2 separate regions of the Danio rerio genome follow, and region 2 is linked to region 1. Evidence: chromatin contacts called from public Hi-C data. All regions are on one chromosome and are shown on one strand. Each heading gives the region's core, a stretch centred on a gene start, on an enhancer-like site or on the middle of the called end of the contact. The rest is flanking DNA. Distances are from core to core; before and after follow the strand shown. Region 1 overlaps veph1 (ventricular zone expressed PH domain-containing 1). Region 2 holds the start of ptx3a (pentraxin 3, long a).

The links. A called contact is a pair of places that touch in the nucleus more often than the background predicts.
Region 2: a Hi-C map of embryo shows a contact between it and region 1, with 1.7 times the contacts expected there. The contact joins the promoter of ptx3a here to the enhancer-like site in region 1. A contact is called at or near these places in 2 of 18 Hi-C or Micro-C datasets (embryo and an unstated tissue).

Annotation. Positions count from the first base shown.
Region 1 is chr18:44,271,208-44,278,796 of GRCz12tu, reverse strand. veph1 (ventricular zone expressed PH domain-containing 1) reads right to left here. Exons shown (of 14, transcript NM_212831.1): 4 at 4,956-5,130. Among named protein-coding and RNA genes, the nearest start is that of veph1, 34 kb to the right of the region's middle. Within about 2 kb of position 4,251, at least 5 of the 62 cell types and tissues checked have an H3K27ac peak or open chromatin away from gene starts, as enhancers often do.
Region 2 is chr18:44,306,072-44,313,660 of GRCz12tu, reverse strand. ptx3a (pentraxin 3, long a) reads left to right here and starts at 3,680. Exons shown (of 3, transcript XM_021473342.3): 1 at 3,680-3,963; 2 at 6,242-6,802. The coding sequence starts at 3,813. All of the region lies in intron 4 of veph1 (ventricular zone expressed PH domain-containing 1), which reads right to left.

The DNA of each region.
Region 1 (7,589 bases), core at 3,002-5,501:
GGAGACTGATTAGGAGACAGACCCCAACAGGAGGCTTGAGGAAAAACGAGGGTGAGCTATTAAGATCTAATAATCCTGTTAGCTGGGGCTCTGTAGTTGTAGCGCTATAATGCATGACATATGCAAAAACCACAAAACCTATTATGCTTATACTGGAAACGAAGATCCATAACTTACCATTACTGTAAGTTACACCAAGTACCATAGTGAATCATACACAGATGGCAATGTAGGCCAGTAAATCCTTCAAAGTTGAATCCCTGGTGTTGTCCTTCTGTCCTGGACTGTTTCATGTAGATTTGAGCAAATATCAACTCTGTTAGTCCTCTGTTTTACATCTCTAGTGCAGGCTGGATTCAATCCAGGGGTTCTGCTGACTTGTATATCAGTTTTCTGTTCTTACTCAGCCATCCAAACTGCCGCAGTGGTCCAAAACACAATCAATGGATGCTCGAGAGTATACACGATGCATGGGGTATAAAGAAACCTAAACACTTCAATACAAGCTGTTTAACTATAGTGGTCAGCCAATTGTTGATTGTACCTCAGGCTGAAAAACCTGGGCAAATGTTGAGTGGAAGCTGTCATGACAGTTTCACAATTGAGAGTTATGTAACCAGTTCTTGGACGAACATGATGGTCAAGCAGCAAGCCCAGTTTTAAGACAATACACTTCATTTAGATCTGGAACCCCCGTCAACAGTTGAATAATACAAATTAAAGCCCAAGAGGGTGCTTCTTCAGCTGAGGCAATGTTTTTTTCTGTGTTGGCAAGAGAAAGATTGTTGAATTTAGAAGTAGATGTTGAAAGAAGAATACATAAACCAATGTGGCATGACTGAATGGATATCCAGTGGATAGATAATGCTTTACAGGCTGAAAAAAATTTATGTATGAGATAACTGTGGTAAACTGTTTACATAATGTGCTTGAAGAGTGCATCCAAACATGGCGGTAAAGGAGCCAGTCGATATTCATAATGTTTAGCTTTTTACCTGTCAATCTCTTCACTCTACAAGGGGATTTATTTGGCAGTACACGGTGACAACCATATCAGATTTATACACGTAGTCAACTATGTTTATAATACATCAAGTGAACAACTAAAATACTTAAAGAGTACAAGAGGAAACATAAACCCCTCAAAAGTGTCTTCACTTGTAGCTCTCCAAGAATTTTAGTTATTCAGCAATAGGATATGAAAAAACTGAGACTATTACAAAATATGAAGGTATTTATTTTAGACTCTACAGCCATGTGGGCCAGCCTGATCACCTACTCACACCTGAAGTTCTTCAGCCTCAGGCACCTAGACTGCAGCTCTGCTAAGGAAGCTTGGTCAGAGGAGAAATGGTCGTGGCCAACTGAGGCTGGTTTTTTTCCTTCATTTTCGTCAAATGGTGAAGTTTGTTCCTCGCCACTGTCGCCACTGGCTTGCTTGGTTGGAGACTTGTGGAGCTAAATGCATGGGTCCCAGAGGTTTTAGGGGCCCACAATGAAGCTTGGAGGGCTGGAACATTTTACTACCTGTTTTGATTTTGACCAAGGGAGCCTGAAAACCTGTGCATTGGGCCCAGAAATACTAGCAATGATGATGCCTTGAGAACCATTTAAAATTAATTTCACGCTGCCTAACTGCATTTCGTTACTGACCCTGTCCACCCCTTTCAGGAGCAAAGTGTACCAATCTTGTCATGGCTACTTCCAACAAGATAATGCGTCATGGCATGTCATGTCAATGTTAAAAAAATCTAATAACTGGTCTCTTGACCATGACTAGGAGTTCATTATATCTAATTATTACACGTTTGTGCCAAAAACCGATTCTGATTGGTCAGTCGCGACATTCCAAGCCATGTTTTTCTGATATAACAACCACTGAATAACACAGGCTCATCCGGGTGCTTTAAATCATCTGGACTGTTTGGAACTATCCTCTTACTCAACAATATGTAGGTTAGTGTATGCTCCATTCAACCATTTTTGTTTCTGTCAGCTTTGCCTTTAATTAAGGTATTAATAGATTTTACAACTCTATTGATTTTACTACAATTATTTTTTCTGTCAAACCGTTGTGTTTTGTGGCAAGTAGTCATGTAATAAATGAGATAAATTACATCTAGACAGTTTTTTGTTTGCAAAATAAAGCCCTTATTATCAGAGTAGGATGTAACATGTTCCACAGAAATGCGGAGGACACCGGCGCCCTAAAACATGGCGGTTCAACTCAGCCTAAACAAGCTAAGTTGAATTTTTATGCAAGATCAGGAGTGAAGGTATGTGAAGTAAATGTAATGTGAAGAAAAGCATAGTAGAGATCTGCGCAGGACTAAATTTTGAATCCAGGTCCCGCTGCCAGGTTTTAATCTGAACCCGACCGCTACCGCTTATGTTCAGCATTCGTTGTCCCGCTGCCCGACCCACTCCGTTTTCTACCCGTCGCGCCCGTTCCCGCTAATGTGCGGGGGGAGAACAAATGCGAAAACCACCCAGCTATACAGAGTCCAGACAGCCTATAACACGCTGTTTGTATAAACACACACACACACACACACACACACACAGCACCAAGCATGCCAAGCAAGTGACACACACAGACAGCAACATCACGCTCTCTCATTCACACACATACGCATAAACACACACATAGCACAAAGCTCTCTCTCTCATTCGCGCGCACACACACGCATACACAAACAGACAGCAACAAACAAGCTAAACGCAGCATCACGCTGTCTCATTCACACACATATATACGCGTGCTCGCTCAGGAGTCAGGAGTAATATTGTTAGACTGCCCGCTCCCGTCCAAAAATACACCAGTTCCCGACCACTCTTGCGCTTTATTCGTAAATTTATAAATCTCGTCGGGTCCCGCGGCTCCCGCAGTACAGCGGGGGGAATGCAGACCTCTAAAGCGTAGCTGCTTGTGGGGGCCTTCACATATTGCATCATTTGTGCGTGCACGTTCGTTATTTCCAATGGAGGCATGCATTTTCCAGGCGCGCCAATTGAAAACTGTTAGTCACATGACAAGAACTGAAAGATCAACTTCATGCTTTGTATGGAATATACACATTTTGGTAGACTAAATACCTCAGACAAACACAGAACACCCAAACAGTGCAGTGCTTTTGCATACTATGGATGTCAATGATTACAGCCAGGGCTTAATTGGTGCCCGAACACGGCAGATCTGACACCTCTTAAATCTAATCTGGCACCTAATTATTCCGATCCCCCTCCTCAACCGCCTTCCTTCTCCATCAGCTGTTCACTTTCGCTTTCCTCCATGACTCCTCAACACTCTTTACTTTCGCCCGTGACACCACTCCGCCATCCAACGCCCCGCCATCCTGCACTTCACTTTCATCCACAATAATACACCCCCGCCCTGCAGTTTAAGAGCTGCAGTTTATTTGTATTTTATAGGTATATTTTATATGTTTTAAAAGTAACTTCAATGTAAATAATTAGTAAACTAGTTACTTTTTACATGAAGTAATTAATAATGTAAACAGATGACACGTTTCCAGTAGTAGTCAGTAATTGTAATCGATTACTTTTTTAAAGTAACTTACCAAACACTGCTTATTATAAATGTGCAATCAACAAATATTCAGCCACTATATGAAGCCATTTACAACATTGCTGTTCTTTGACTGACCCAAACTATACATAATAGGACCACTATCCCTAAAGACATATATGTTTCTGGCATCTGAACAAGTAGACACAACACCAATTAGATCTTAATCTTCAATGGGCAACAATCTGTGTGAGAGTTTGAACTGCTGAGGGCATAGTGTGTTTTGGCACACACACACCATGTTAAATTTACCATTCACTCAGACCAACTCATAAAACAAAAAGAAAATCTTTCACTCAAAAATAACTAAATATCAAGTACTTCAAGCAATTTAAAGAACAATGGATGTAATAAAGTTTGCTTCATTGTGGATGTCTCAAATGACCCATTTAACTGTGTGGTTTTGGGAGCAAAAACCAGAACCGCACTCTGTGGGCCAGGATGACCGCATGTCATTTACACTACACTGATGCTGTGGGTGGCACACTAATGCTGTGGAAACTAAACAGTCACTGGTCTGCATGTGTGTGTGAATATTCTTGTAAAAACAAAGGGAGTGCTTCTCTAATTGCGAAAAGTCAATGAGGTGCAGGGCCTGGAAAGCACTGAATCATGGGAAATATGAGGATTTTATACCTTTCATGACTCACTCTACTATTCTATCGTGTAATCAAACACAGCACACGGTCACAGTGACTTTGCCAAGTAGGACGTGTTTCTGGATCAACATCTGTTGTCGGTACTAGAACAAAATTTTTATCTAACAAGCGTAGCCCTAACCTTAACAATTAGGTACCAAAACAAAATTGTCTGTCCAGAATTGAGGCACCCAAGACAACACAAATTAAAATTCATTATTTACACAACTTCAGTTTGTTCTGATTATAATGAATTTATTTATTTTGCTAAACAAAGTCATACAGGTTTGGATTCATACAGGTTTCGCTTGTTGCAGTAGTGGCTGTTTAGGAAATTATGATAAAGGCTTGTGTTAACCTGTGGGTGTTGATGGTAAAAAAAATTATAAATATTTTTTTTTATTTCAATACTATTTTAAAAATTTGCTGTATGTTATTTTAGTTTGTTTCAACAGCTTACGTTACCTTGTGTCCAAAAATATAGTACGCATTTTGTTTATTAAAGTACACATTCAACTGTATTGTATTACCGTTTACTCTCACCATAATCCTAAACCTACCCTCACAATAATGGAAAAACTTAAATCATTTAAAATAAAAATCCAAAATGTTTCTATATTGTTTAAATTACACATTAAATTTTACTTTATTAACATCTAACCTTACCCTCATAGTAGTGTAAAAACAGTATTAACTCTTGTATATTAAAGAGTAATGTGAACCCTTACCTGCCAGAACGCTGCATGTGATCGCCTCTGTGTGTTGAGCCAAGAGTTCTGCTTTAGCAATGGCAGCCAGTGACAAGTAGCTGGACATGTTTCTGCTCAGCTCTTGGTTGCCTTGCTGCAAGAACCGCACAGCTACAGGAACCGCTAAAGCCATCACTGGTGGCCTGTTGTAATTCTGAAAAAAAAGAGAAACTTTTACTGTAATTTATCCACTGTTTACGAGGTAAATCTGTCATACAGACTAAAATACAGAGACATTTCATTCAAATAAGGTAAAAATATAAAACAACATGTAGATTCTAAATGGCGAATGTCAAGATCAGCCAATTAAGACGTTAATAGATTCAGAAAATGACTGTATATGGGTAAGCTGGCTGCTTATTTTATTTAATAAAGATAATAATAGACACTACATGAGCTTTGAAAGGCAGCGGTAAACCTCTGAAAAGATCAAACTGAAGTCTGCCACAGAAAGTAGGTTATGTGAAATGTTCTGCTGCCCCCTAGAGCAGGAGATGTGTACATGTCATCAGATAGATAATTCTTGCAAAACACTACCTCATGATTTAGTTTGACATTTTTCCCTATTGTTTTAAACCGTATCTCCTCCCTTTTTAATTATTTATTATTATTTTATTGATTTGTTTTTACATACTGTGTGAATGTTGCTTAGTTTCGGTGTTGTTCTGTACTGTTAACTCTTGAAAAGGCAAAATAAAAATATATAATTCAAAAAAGACTGATATTCTTTCCATCAAAAGAAATATGAGGCTGCTTTATTATCATTAATCAGGTTTTACATGATATTACATTTGATATATAGTTTTAGGGACGACATGGTGGCTCAGTGGTTAGCACGGTTACTTCACAGCAAAAAGGGCGCTGATTTGAGTCCCGGCTGGGTCAGTTTAAAACCACATGAGGGAGAGCAAAGGATAGGTCATTACTTTCATTTCTGGGTGAATTATCCCTGTAATCAAAGATTTACCTATTATGCCCTTTTTTACAGAACATAAAAATAAGCCTCTGTTGTCCCAAGACTAGAGTGTGTATGTGAGGTTTCCGAATACCACACAAATAATGTTTTATAACAGCACATTTTAGGCTTAGATCCTAAATGTGCCAATTTTAATGAATGGGAAATTATGCAAAGAGGCGCACAAATGACATGGAGTCACATACAAATGGAAGAGAGAAAAAGAAAGAACAGAGATGAGGTGTGTGTGTGTGTGTGTGTGTGTGTGTGTGTGTGTGTGTGTGTGTAAAGGTTATTGAGTGGATAGATCAAAGTACTGTACATAAATAACAGAACAAAAATATGCAGCATGCATAACGGTTGACGGCATTTTATTATAGGTCGTAAATATCAAAAAGTGAAGCAAAAAGTATAGATATAAACAAAACATAGATGTATAGAACAGCCTTTTTTTAAACGTGGGTGGGGCTACAAACACCAATACATCAGCATAGCGGCAGATTCAAAACAAGACTCATGTTATCTCTGTGAAAAACTGTCAGAAGTGGCGGCTCAGACAAAGATAGTCTGTGTTCATTTGCACATCTTAAAACTGCCTCTTGGTCACTGACATTATCTTCCAACCCAGGGTCGTTCTGACTACATACCCCTATATACATTTCTGGAGAGTGCCAAATATGTCCCAGGAGCTATGTTTTTTTGCAGTTTTTGTTTTCGCGAATGCACCAGAAGCCGCTGTGTACGCTTTTTCAGATCTCAAATTTCTCTCACGAGTTCCATTCGCGCCTGCTCTACCCGAGGCCACTGTTGACTGACTGAGTGAATGACTGACCGTCTGACTGACCAATCGACTGGCTTACCCTCCTCCTTCCCTAAACCCAACCAATAATGTTTTCAAAAGGACCAATTGACCCGTCCACCCACTTCCCTAAACCCAACCGACAGTTTTAAAAAGCAATGCAGAAAATGAAAAGCCCTCGCCTAATTTTTAACATCTTTTCATATGGCTCCTGTTTTTGTCTTACCTGCTTTCTGCAACCGTTCTTTACTGGACTAGAACCCAGTAAACATGATCAACTCCTCTCCTCGTCTACTGACGAGATACTGGACAAACTGGTAACAGTAGGAAAGCCGTCCACACGGACGTAAGCAATCAGCTGGTAAGTGCGAAAAAGAATGCGTCATACCACCCCGTAGCTTTCATTTTAAAGGCGAAATGCAACCATATGTACTTCTGGCTACATAATTCGTGATCTCCAGAAACGTATATAGGGATATGTTTTCAGAAGGAGCCTATGTTGTAATCTTCAGCAGGTACAACGTGAAAAATCCAATGGCTCTGGTGTGGTATGAATTCCATGTTTTAATTGACAGCAAGACATGCTACGTTTAGTTTTTATTGTAAAATCTACATTATAACCCAATGCACAGTGAAATAATATGTTTTGAATGGCTTGTCTATTGGCGGTGACTTGTCTATTACGTATATTTTTATCAAACGAAAAATGCAATGAATTGTTTATTTTGGTTTTCATTTTATTTGAATTAATATAGTTAATAGGCTACACAACTCCTACATGACACTGGCTCCAATTGCGTTTTTACAGATATCCTACAAATAGACTTTTTTTGGCTCAAAGACATTTATGCCTGTCAAT
Region 2 (7,589 bases), core at 2,431-4,930, 35 kb before region 1:
GAATACTAGCCTTTAATATGAAATGCGGCAATTTTTGCATCTTTTGTAGATGTCTAAATACAGACTGTTTTGAAAATGTTGTAGTGCAGGGGTTTTCAAAGTGTGAGGCGCGCCTCCCCTGGGAGGCGCCAGAGTATGTCAGGGGAGGCGCGGGAAAAAATATTATATAATAAAAATATAATTATTAAGTTTAATTATTATATGTATTTTTATTATAATTAAGCGTTTTAATTAAACAAAGCTAAAAAAAAAATACGTCAAAAATAAGAAAACCTTTTTTACCCAGAAGGCCATAGCTGTGAATTCGCTTCTGTTTGGCAAGCCCGCCAAGACAGGTATATGCCTGCTAATACAATGGATCGGTTTCTGAGACCCCCCCGATTCAAAGCCTTCAAGTTCAGGGCTTAAACCCAAAAGACGACGATATGATGATCAGTATTTGAGTTTAGGATTTACGTGGACAGGACCAGCTGATGAACCACGACCTTTATGTGTGGTTTGTCAAGATATTTTGGCTAATGACAGCATGAGACCCGCTAAACTTCGGCGACACCTTGAAACCAAGCATGATGAGGTAGCAGGAAAACCTCCAGAATTTTGTGTGTGTGTGTGTGTGTGTGTGTGTGCGTGTTTGGGAGGAGGGGGGCGCCAATGGATAAGTTGTGTCAAAAGGGAGGCCCACTGTCTTAGACTTTGAAAAACCCTGTTGTAGTGTAAATGAAAACTTTTTTAAAATCGCAAGGGAAACACTTTTATATTTTTGTCTACATCCTTGTCATGTAAATGTAGCTTAAGGACTTGTTGGTGTGCCCATGGTGTTGCAAACCTGGCTGACATAAGCAGAAAATTTTATCTGTTGATGTAAAATGCATTTTGAGTTGCAGACATATTAATGTCGACCTCACAAAGGGTACATGTCATGGGGGCCTTCTGTTTCCATAAAACTCCACTTTTGTCCTGCATATGAAATAAATCAATCCTGTACTGGCCCCAGAGCTTTAAAGGGCACCAAATTATTTGCAGTTGGGTGTGGAGTCTTTGTTTCTGGGGAAATGCGCGTGACTGTGAAAGTGGTGCCTGCCATTTGCACAAAAAAACGACAGCAAATTTCCATGAAGCAAACTCCAGCAGCCCCAAACCCCCCTCCTCCTCCAACCATCCATAGTAGAAATAAGAAATACATTGGAAGTCAATGGCTATTTTTTCAATATTCTTCAGTTTCATCTTCCTTTGTGTTTAACAGAAGAAAGAAACAGGTTTGGAATAAGCGTAGGAAGAGTAAATGGTGGCAGAATTTTCATTTGGGTGAACTTTAATGTATAAAATAACAGAATGCAAAACAGTTTTGCATAAACAGTTGTATCAATGAATCAGATTTTTAGGGGTTTTGAACAGGGGTCCTAATCAGCAGATCCTAATCTAGAACCAGAAGCATGTTTGGTTTATAGGAACACCATTTGGACTACAAGAAAGTAGTTGGGTATGAGGAAGGCTGGACAAGGGACTTGGCTTTATGCCCATTTACATTTACAGCAATTTTAACTCACCGGTGGTCTCTAGGTTAGAATACAAGGTTGCTACTTGCTAGTTAGCTGCAAAACAGACCCCAGCCTTTTGAAAATCTAATTACATTCGAAAAACATTCACATATGTCAAACATACACAGAGATTCTCTGTCACAGGAAAAGATTGCTCAAAAACTTGGGCCTGAAAATATAAATGATTGCCATATTAAGGGCTTGATGCCGTAATGGGGTTGAGATCGAAGTAAGAAGCATCTTTAAAAAATGTGAATGAATGAGATTAAAAAAATATGATTAAGATAAGAGTCTAGAGGCTTAGTCAAGCAAAACTGAACTAACTGATGTGATGTCATCCATCCATCCATCCATCCATCCATCCATCCATCCATCCATCCATCCATCCATTTACAACAGCTCAGTGTTAGCAGGGAACTCCTGGGTGACAGAGCTCCTCATCCTCCGAAAAGCCATGTAGATCAGTTGATACATCAACAGATTGTTCGTATGTCAGCACATAGACAGGCCAGCGGATCAACGCAACTTTAAAATCCAGTGTCCCTGTATCTGTATTTGCACTCGGTGAAGAAATGCACTCTGATGACCTTCAAAGCCAATAACAATCATTTCTGTTGAGCACTTGAACACATGGGCCAATCAGCGGGAAATGGAAGTTTTTAAAATTTCTGAACTGATTGGTACCAAAATTCCAGTATTGTGACAACAGTAGGGTGAGCCCTGCCACCCTGCAAAGGAAGCTTATTTCAGTTTCTTGTATCCGAGATCTTATTATTTTGAACATTGACCACATTGAAGATGCTGCTACAGCAACCTTTTTGTCAATCTCAAGTTCCTGAGAAAATACAAACTGTATTTTGAATTTGGTACTGTAGGTAAGAACAGCTTGTCAAAGTGAGCTTTACAGAAAAGTTTGCTCAGGCTGGTAAACTGCTATTGGCACTTGACTATGTAATAGGTGGGTGTTGGTCTGGGCTTCCATAATCTTTCACATTAAACTAAAATTGTATGTGTCGTTGTCACGGATGTTTAGGCAACACAGGCTCATTGTGGATACGTAACCGCGTCTACATTTCTGGAGATCACGAAATATGTACCCAGAGGTACATCTGGCTGCATTTCCTCTGTTAATGGGGTGGTACGTTGCCACCGACATCTTCTGTTCCTTTTAGTGCTACCGCTGACCGCTTACCTTCATATGGACGGCTTTTCCAGTGTAACCAGTTTGCCCAGTAGCTCATCCCGCATGCTGATGAACTTTGGATGTGGAGCGGAGTGGACAGTGATAACAGGGTTCATAGTTGTGAAGAACCGTTTCAAAAACCAGGTAAAACAAAAGCAAAAAGATAAATAAATAGCTGGCTGATTCTAGATTTGAAAACTCTATGGGTTGGGTTTAGGGAAGGGGGTGGGTGGGTCAGTCAGTCAGTTTGATCTGCTAAAATCCACATTGATGCCACTGGTGGATTTATGCGAGAAGAGACTGCACAAATAACACGTGTAAGAAATACTTGAGATCACCAAAGTGTGTACAGTGGCCTCTGGTGGATTTGCGAAAACTAAAGACGTGCCTCTGGTAGGCATTTGGCAATCTCCACAAATTCAGACCTGGGTACGTATCCACATTGAGCCTGGGTTTTGTTTAGGACAAAAACTCCTTTTATCAAGGAAAAGATACCATTTATCGTGTGTCTCAGCATCACACCAGGACATGATGTAAGGGGTTTTATTACTGTTATGGTCCTGAGTAATATTTCTATTAAATAATCATGTCCCTTTGATTTTATCCATACTGTGGAAAAGAAATGGGGTGGTATTTAGGATTTACCAGAGAACAACTTGCATTTAATACAGATATTCCCAAAATGTTTCCAGAGCAGTATTTCAAAATTCATTGCTATTTCCAGGTTTCCTTACATCTTTCCCAACATCCTCCCCCAAAATCTCTCTCTTTCTCTCTATGCCTGTGCTGCAGGAGCTGTACAGCAATATGACTACCCAAACTACCTCCAACGAAGAATTTCTCACTGGAGAAACTCACTCTCTCCCCCACCACTCTCTCTCACTCTCTCTCTCTCTCTCTCTCTCTCTCTCTCTCAGCGCAATGTTTAAATAGACCACAGAGCTGCTCTATCAGGCTCAGTTGCCTTTCAGCTGCAGTTCACCAAACAAGCAGGAGTCCAGCCAACAAATTGCTCAGCATCTAACAAGGAGGACCATCCAAGAGGACAAAGACAAGTATACACAAAAGCTGAGTCTTGCTCATATTCACACATGGCCAGCAAGTCCATGTGGACATTCCTCCAGACCATGTGTCTGGTGGCTTCATTGTCCATGGCGGTATCTGACAATTATGACGATGATATCGAAGTGGGCTTTGGACACAATTATTTTAATGAAATACCTGATGAGGACCAGTTGGAAGGTGAGTAACCAGAAAGAAATACTCAACTGTGATCAGAGTAAGAGGTGAGATAAAGAGATATATAATTCCACTACCTTTCAGAAAGGAGTTATGTTAAAAGTTAAGAGTTAAATGCTGGAATATTTCTTGTAGTTTAACAGGATGCATGATATGATGTAAATTAGAATGAGCGTTCTGATTGTGCATTAACAGATTGATTACTGTATTTGACTATTGTGTTTTGAGTATGCAATAAGTTTCTGCCGAACAGAAATCGATGAAGTGACACAGAAAGAGAGAAAATTGGAAAATGAAAAAAATTAAAGCTGATAATTTAAAAAAGCATTACTTTATAAAGGATTTTGCTAACACTATAGTATGGGGACACATTCTTACTACTAACTTTGGCAATTAACATGTATGTTATTAACACATTGGCTGTATAGTGACTATAAATTGCATGTTCTACATGATCTTATTCTGCGTCCCTAAACCTACCAAATACCTAAACCTAACTACTACCATATCAACTATTCAACAGTAAACTAGGACTTTATTGAAGCATAAGTGACCAATAAAGTGACCATAAAGTTTACCATGTCAAATAAAAGCAATTAAAACAGCTCATCCCTTTATTAGTGACAAAAAATGAATCCAATAATGAAATTAATCCTACACTGTAAAAATGCTGGGTTGTACACAATTCCTCCACGTTGTCCCAACACAAATCGATTAAGTGAACTTAATTGGTTTTACAAATTTAAGTGGATAGAACATAAAACAATGAAATTGTCCCAAAAAAAACAATAATTGAGTTGATTCAGCTCATTTTAAATGAGTAGTTTGAACAAACAGCAAAAATAACTTTTGAGTGTATAAGGAAATGCTACGTTTAAACAAAATATTTTTTAAATGTGAAGATATCGATTTTAGATTGTTTTCAGCAAAGCTATTTGCATTTCAAACACTCACTTCTATAGTAGTAAAGTCACTTTTACATGTTTGACACTTTTGGACCTTACTGTGAGGAGGATGAGTAAATTACTTGTTGCAATATTTGATCGTATTTATTAAATGTGTTCTTTAATGGAAGTTAGGCAGATATACCATATACTCAAAAAAGTTTGTTTCCTGCTTGTTCAAACTACTTAAATAAAATGAACTGAAACAACTCAATTATTAAGATTTTCTTTGGGCAACGCAATTGTTTTATGTTCAATCTACTTAAATTTGTTAAGTTAACTTAATCGATTTGTGTTGAGATAACATGAATGATCTGTGTGGAATCCTGCAGTTTTTAAAATGAGTACGTTTACATGGACACCAATAATGCGATTTTAATCCGATTTGACAATACTCAGATTAAGATTCTACCATGTAAACAGTGATTTTTTATTAATTTAAATCAATTAAGGTCATAATCGAACTAAACAGAAATCGGATTAAGACGTGGAGTATGCTGATTTAGTCACATTATTGAAGTTCAGTACAGACATGTAAACATCGCAATCAAACTATTGCCGTCATGTAGGATTTTCACCGCATTTTGTGACAGGATAGTCTATACACACGGCTGTTTGACACTATTCTATACACTTACCAAGTGTGTGAAGGACCACAGACACCTGCATCACGAAATATAGAGTTTTTTTCATACAACGTGCGATTTCAAATTCCATTAAAACAACACTCTTTCATCGGCACCAATGGCGAAGTGGTAGTGCGTCGACATATGCACGCCAGTGCTCACGACGACCTGAGTTTGATTCCCGCCTCAGGGTCCAATGCCGATCGTTCCCCTCTCTCTGCTCACCACGCTTTGCTGTCAATACTTCACTATCCTATCAATTAAAGGTGAAAACCCCAAAAATATAATAATAATAAAAAAACAGCACTCTTCCAGCAGTTCATACTCGCATCCAATATCTCGTTTGTTACGGGGGGCATGCATAAAATGTTCCTGAATGAAAGTGAAAATGCCAAACTGCAGTTATATTCAACAAATTAAAGATGAAACACTCGAAATTACACAAAACTCTGGAGGAAATGTGGATAGCATGTTGACGCAATGACGTTAATAGAATTATGTGCCTTAAAATGTAAAACGGGATCCAGAAAGGAACATCCAAAAAGCAACTCATGTAAAAACCTTGATAATATTATTGTCTTATTCAGATTAAGACAAATAATTTGAATACTGAAGTCTATGGTAATGAACCCTTTACACATGGTATCACCTGAAACACATCTCATATAAACATACTTTTCTCTCTTTCTGTTTTTGTCTTTTCTCTCTCAGACGAGACCCCCACACCGTCCCCTGAACCCTGCAAAAATACAGCCTTTACCAAATGGGATAAGCTCTTCACAATGCTGGAAAATTCCCAAATGAAAGAAAACATGCTCCTGCAGTACGCCGATGATATCATCAAGGTGGAGCTGCAGAATCTGAGAGGAGAGATGATACAGTTTGTGGCGCAGTATGGTGGATCTTGCGCATCTGCAGTTGAGAGCTCGGTTCGACGGGCCGGGACTCAAACAGAGTCGTGCCTGCAGAACGCACTGGACCGTGCGCGAGAGGTTTCAGCTGATCGGTACGAGCAGCATGATGCAGTCCTGCAGCAGCTACTGGCAGTCAGCGTAAACCAGGCCGCACAGCTGGATCGGCTGGAGAAGGGCTGCTTGAAATCGGGGGCTTTTAAAAACATCCAAACTCGACATCTCATGCAGGATGTGACAGAGATAGAGAATGGTGGGAAGTTGGAAAAGAGTCTGGAAACCATTTCCAGTGAGCTGCAAAGCATCCGGGAACAGCTGAGCCTTTACACCAGATCAGCTTTTGCTGATAAGCTTCCATCAGGTGAGTTGATCTATAGATATGTTTTCTACCACCTACTTGTATACACATTTTGGAATGTTGCATAAAAAAATGCTTTATGGAAATGCCAGGGGGCAGATACATTTGAAAAATTTGCAAAAAAAAAAAACAATGCACACAACTGAATAGGATTAACTTTTTTTATTCAATAAGAAAAAATGTTCATAAACTAAAGTTGAAACACATTTACCGAATAAAGTCTATCATGCGCATCAAAAAAGGTAATGTGATTTTGTTTTCAACAGATCATATGGTAAATATGTTTTAGGGGATAAAACATTGATGGACAAACCAGCAGACCGATCACATCCTTTGGTCATTGGTCATTCCAAAATGTTTTAGACAAAGTCCATCAAAGTGGTTCGGTATTATTACCTTCAAGAATTGAATTTGAATTGTCTTCATGCCTCCAAAATGCATTTTGTCGTCATTTTCTTCTTAGGCACAGGTAATTTATTATACAAGTAAGATGGCCCACAGTTGCTTCTCCTAACCATTTTTTAGGAAGTGATGATTTTGTTCTAGAAACAGTGCTTTATTCACTAATGTTTATGCAATATTTCAGTTTAGTTCTAATATTTAGATGGAAACATAGTTTGATATACACTACCTGACAAAAGTCTTGTCATCAATCCCAGTTGTAAGAGCAACAAATAATTAATAACTTGACTTCTAGTTGATCATTTGGAAAATTGGCAGAAGGAAGATTTTTCAGATGAATCATCTGTTGAACTGCATCCCAATCATCACAAATACCGCAGAATACCTA